2 separate regions of the Mus musculus genome follow, and region 1 is linked to region 2. Evidence: chromatin contacts called from public HiChIP or PLAC-seq data. All regions are on one chromosome and are shown on one strand. Each heading gives the region's core, a stretch centred on a gene start, on an enhancer-like site or on the middle of the called end of the contact. The rest is flanking DNA. Distances are from core to core; before and after follow the strand shown.

What was found. HiChIP or PLAC-seq counts read pairs in DNA pulled down with a chosen protein or histone mark.
Region 1: an H3K4me3 HiChIP or PLAC-seq map of bone marrow-derived macrophages shows a contact between it and region 2, with 6 times the contacts expected there. The contact joins two enhancer-like sites. A contact is called at or near these places in 3 of 115 datasets of contacts at active chromatin or transcription factors (bone marrow-derived macrophages, large pre-B cells and microglia).

Annotation. Positions count from the first base shown.
Region 1 is chr1:37,494,902-37,497,601 of GRCm38.p6, forward strand. It overlaps Mgat4a (mannoside acetylglucosaminyltransferase 4, isoenzyme A), which reads right to left. Exons shown (of 16, transcript NM_173870.3): 4 at 972-1,112. Among named protein-coding and RNA genes, the nearest start is that of Gm39627, 7.3 kb to the right of the region's middle. Within about 2 kb of position 1,275, at least 89 of the 459 cell types and tissues checked have an H3K27ac peak or open chromatin away from gene starts, as enhancers often do.
Region 2 is chr1:36,806,830-36,809,543 of GRCm38.p6, forward strand. It overlaps Tmem131 (transmembrane protein 131), which reads right to left. Exons shown (of 41, transcript NM_018872.2): 30 at 1,998-2,156; 31 at 1,055-1,647. Among named protein-coding and RNA genes, the nearest start is that of Zap70, 46 kb to the left of the region's middle. Within about 2 kb of position 1,347, at least 29 of the 459 cell types and tissues checked have an H3K27ac peak or open chromatin away from gene starts, as enhancers often do.

The sequences.
Region 1 (2,700 bases), core at 25-2,524, 690 kb after region 2:
TGAAATTCAATCTGGCAAGGCACACACCTGAAATCCCAGTGGGGGGAAGGGAAGGGAAGCTTGGCCTACATAGTGAGACCTCATTTTTTAAAAAATCCCCAGACAACAACAAAGGCAGAAGAATTTTAGTATCTCTAGAATTATTGTTTCCCCAATTGTAATATTTTCATCTCTACATTTTAAATCTATGAAGAAAAAGTCCACCTAAAAAGTCCAAGTTCAATTAAGTCAAAAATTTTAAAGTCTCGTAAAAATGAAACACTAGAAATATTAAGTAGCTAAAAGGTCCTCGGAGGAGAATTCCAGGACTGCTTAGGCAGGAAAAGCATAGCAATAGCAGGTGTTCCCACATGGGATGCTCCTGAGAGCAATGTTCTGCCTCTACATGTCCAGGGGAAGGCGGAGCAGACTGAAGACAAACCCCTAAGGCAGGATTGTGAAGAGCCATTAATGCCAGACTCAGACATGGGGGAGGGGTCATCTCTCTACCTCCCCATTTTTAAAACAGAAAGCTGACAAAGGTTCAAGGTTTATCTGCCTGAACTACATGTGTACTGATCCTGTTTAGATATATGGAAAAGATGTCCATATCATTTCAATAAGCAGATTGCACTAAGCCCCAAGATGCTGTGCAGATATTAAATATATCAATAAATTATATATTATAATTTAACAACCACAATTTAATAATTTAATACCACCAATAGTTATATATTTTAATATTGTTACTATAATAACTTAAATACAAATATATTAAGTATGCTAATATTGATATGCTAATGAGATGAATTAATATGATAATATCAATATTTATTTTCTTTTTAATTATTGAATCTAATATAGTAATTATGTTAATATATTAAATATGCACGTATATTTAATTTTACTCCTTTGTCCTGCTAGACATCTTCCTAGTGGTCAATCAACCCCTCCAAACCACAGTTCCAATAGCAGGCGCACAGTGAACACACCTCCCGTTCTTCCACTGCCAATCTGTACGGCGGGCTGAAGGCTTCTTTCATTTTGCAATAGATGAGGCAAATGATAATAAATACTTGGCACTCGAAGTGATTTTTTGCTTGTCAACTCTTTTAGAAGCTTTATGGTATTATCTGAAACACAGAAAGACAATTTAAGTGGCAGGAACCCCTTACCTTCCGGAAGTTGCTGCCGATTCTCTTTTGAAAATTAACTGAGAACACAGGAGAAACAGCCAGGCAGGCACTAACTACGCAGCAGTCTAGAAAGGAAGTTGCAGCAAGCACACTGGCCACAGCTCAATTTCACTTTCCTGTCTTCTTCTCTTTTCTTTCCTAAAGACAGGTTGTTGATATATACAGCCCACGTGGTCTCAAATCTTCCATGAAGCCATGTTCTTCCATGCCAGGCATGTGCCTGTCCTTCCTAACTTTCATTTTCTTTATGCACTAGCATTTCATCAAACTTTTATATAGAAGATAGATTTCCCTAAAATAGTCACTGAAAATATTTAGAAGTTGGGAACGCTCAGTACGTGTCAATCTAAAAGTGGTTTCCGTTTCATCCAGAGGAGTGGATGAGCCACTGAACAGAGTACAGAGTAAAAATTTCTGTTAATTAGACAATAGTGCTGTCAATTTTCATTCAACTGAGATTTCACCTTCTAAACAAGGCAGTCAGCATTATGGACTTGTGGCCACAATGCCATGAAAGATATGACATGAGGGACGGAGAGACAGGCTCAGTGGTGACAGTACCGGCTGCTCTTTCAGAGGTCCTGGCTCACATGTGCCAGGAGCTCTAACACCCTCCTCTAGCTTCCCTGGGCGCCTCTCAGATGTGGTACACAGACATAATGCAGACAAAAACATCCATATCAAACCCACAAAAATACATCACATCATAGATAAAATTAAACTTGAATTCCACGTGAGAAGAATCAGTAAGTTACAATACCCTATTCCACTCCAGCAAGCAGCAGCCCTTTGAAGGATGCTGTCAGTCACGGTGTGATGCCTGTCCTAGATAGTCAGCAGGATCAAAGGCCCTAACACAGTCTGTCCTGTGACTCAGTCGTTTCCTCTCCATGATTTTAGCTTTCACTCGTTCCACAAATACCTAATTGCTTTCTGTCTTGTTCCAGAAATGGTGTGTTTGGAAATCGCCTGCCATCAAAACATAATCTAATGAAGATCACAAGGGCTGCCAGAAATGTAACCAAACGCTTCGCAAAAATGTCTCTCACAGAGCTGTGATTTGGAAGGGCAAAAGTGACCCAGGAAAACATTCATTTGCTAATTATAGAAGGAAATGCTTCATTTGCTGTGGTCTATGATTAGCACATTAGCTAGAAAAGTATTTCAGTTGGTGTGGGGAGTACACACGGCTAATCCTAAGCACTTGCAAGGCTGAATCGGGAGGCTCACAAGTCTGAGGCCAGCCTGGGCTACATAAGTTACTTCTTGAACAGCCTGTGCCATAGAGTAAAATCTTAGACCATTAAAATAAAATTTTAATGCAAATAGTATTTTGAAGAATAATGACGTCAGACACTGTGGTGTGCACCTTTTATCCCAGCCCTCTAATGCCCAAGGGAGGTGGATCTCTGTGAGTTCCAGCCCTGTCTGGTCCACATAGCAAGTTCCAGGGCAGCCAGAGCTACAGAGCAAATCATTGGCTTAAAAACCAAACAAACAAAATGACAAGGTAAAAATGCTCAAT
Region 2 (2,714 bases), core at 97-2,596:
AGATGAACTGATGGAAAGGCTGCTTGCAGTCTTAGGAACCACATGGTCTATGCGCCACATTTCTTTCCAAGTTCTGAGTCCCCAATCTTGCGGTTCTGGATTGCTCTAGTCTTGAGGCCCTGCCACTGCCAATAAGGTGTATTCCTCTGTACCTTACCCATGAGGCTGCACACAAGCGCCTGTTCCCACTCCCACTACTCTGAAGCCTTCGCTCATGCTCCCTGTTAGACCTCGCTGTCACTCTGGCCTTGGATTTTCCATCCCTTGAATTGTTCACACTTCTCCTGTTTGTGTGGTTCCTTCTGGCAAAGTTCCTTCCCTAACCTACCAATTCTGCAGATCTGGTACATCCCTCACTCCTCTGCCTACAAGACTGTGATGTGTGCACGGCCACCACTTCCTGTTGTCCCTGTCCTGTTGGCCAGCCTCTTTGGAGGTTTCACCAACTATTTTTTCACTTGCTTCTTTTGCCCCTTTTCCTATTTAGAGAGAGGTGTCAGTGTGTAGCCTCACTGACCTCAAGCCTGTGACAAACTTCCTGTCTCTACCTCACCAGTACAACTACAGATGTGTGCACAGCTAGAAATTCTATTTTGAGTTAAGAGGTAGATGGTTTTGGTTTTAGCCCTGTTTTCAAAATATTTTTGTTTGTTTGTTTTTTGAGACAAGGTTTTTCTGTGTATCCCAGGCTGTCTTGGAACTCGCTCTGTAGAACAGGCAGGTCTTGAACTCAGAGATCCTCCTGCCTCTGTCTCCCGAGTGCTAGGATTAAAGGTATGTGCCAGCAATACCTGGCCTCAAAATAATTTTTAAAAATGACTGTAACAGTTATCACCGGCAGCCGTCCATCAGATTCTGTCTGGAGAAACAAGGGAAGAACAAGTTTCATGACAAGCAGTTGCTTCCGTTTGCACTGTGATACAGAGAGGCCATTGCTTCCCGCAGGAGATGGGTCTGAGCTACCTAACAAGGTGCTGTATCCACTGCCTATGATCCTGACTGCTCCTTCTCCCTCACACGCCTTGTTCTTTGGAAGGGGGTTGGACAGGGTTACCTTTGCTTTTTGACATCGGTGACGGAGGCTGCTCTGTAAACACGTCTAGGGGGGAGGAGTCGTGGTGGTCAAAGTCTTTGTCCATGGCTTCTATGAGACTGGTGATGTCGGAGTCCTCTGAGCTGTGCCGTGTGGTGCTGGCTCGCTCGGGGTGGGAAGGGTGTGTGAGGGGGGCAGGAGACAGCCTTTCGGGTGGTGGCTCCTGGTGCTGAGGCACTGGTGGTGGAGGCTGTGAGTGCTGCTCCAGTGGGCTGTGGCTGTGGCTGTGGTGCTGGCTGCTGTGCTGGCCCTGCTTTGCCCCTCTGGACTTCCTGCTTGCTGTGTGACCCTGGGTTGCTGCAGCTGTCTCTGAGACTAGGGGGCTGGTTTTGCTTGTAGACTGTGAGGCAGCTGCTTGTGGAGAAGTCCTGCTTGACATACTTGAACTGTTTCTGGTTCTGACGTTGTCCACATCAGCTGAGTTTTTGCTGCCATGGCTGCTGTGTGGGTGGACTGATGTGCCACACTGCCTGTGACTGCCTGTACCAGGCCGGGATGATGCGTTACTATAGAAACCCCTACCATGACTGTGTTCGCAGCCAAGTGTGTTCAAGCTGAAAAATGGATCAATTGAAAAATCAGTAAGCAGTAACTTCCAACCTAATACTAAGAAAAAAATTTCATTAGTAAACCCATCATAAAGAGAAACTAGGGACAGAAGTGGAAGGGATCAGAGCCACAACCTTCTACAGTTTGTCACCTCTGACAGTTATAAATAAGGTTAGGACTAATAACTAATAACTAAGCATATTTTGTCCCTGTTAAGAACTCTCATGAGTTCTCAGTATCTGAGCACCAGAATCGTTTTTTAAAAAATTCCGAGTAAAGATAAATTTCACTTCTTGTAATTATATCAGCTAAGTCTATGTGTATTAAAAAGTGGACTTTTAGTATATGAACATACTTTCCTTCAGATGAAATACCAACGATTCTCCTGAGATCAAATGGCCTTCCTACATCAAAGGGCGGGTTTGAGGCTTCAAAGGAGAGTCGCCTTCGGAAGGGCTCCCAAATCCCTTGAGCTTCCAAGTAGGCTGTTCCAATGACCAGGAGAAAGAGTGCACTGTGGAGCAGAGGGGCGGGTCAGCATTCTTTGCCAAAACAAGAATAATATTTGGTTACCACAGGCTCCTTGATAACTACAGAATGATGTAAAAACTCCAAGTTGTCTGTAACACACTTTTAAGGAAAGACAAAAATGAAGCATCGTAGTTCAGAGTTTATAGGACCGATCTCTGCGTACAGTATTTAGGCTGCACGGATGCCGGTGCGCTACATGCATGCAATACCCACGGGGGCCATAAAAGGGGATGGGCTCTCCTGGAGCTGGAGTTAAGGTGGTTGTAACTGCCAAGCGGGAGCTGAGAATTGAACCCACATCTTCTGGAGGAGCACCGGTGCCTTCCTTAACCACTGAGCTGTCTCTCCAGCCTCTGCACACCAACTTTAAAAGTTCACAACTGTGGCTGGCGAGATGACTCAGTGGCTAAGAGCACTGACTGCTCTTCCAAAGGTCCTGAGTTCAAATCCCATCAACCACGTGGTGGCTCACAACCACCGTAATGAGATCTGACGCCCTCTTCAGGTGTGTCAGAAGTCAGCTACAGTGTACTTATATATA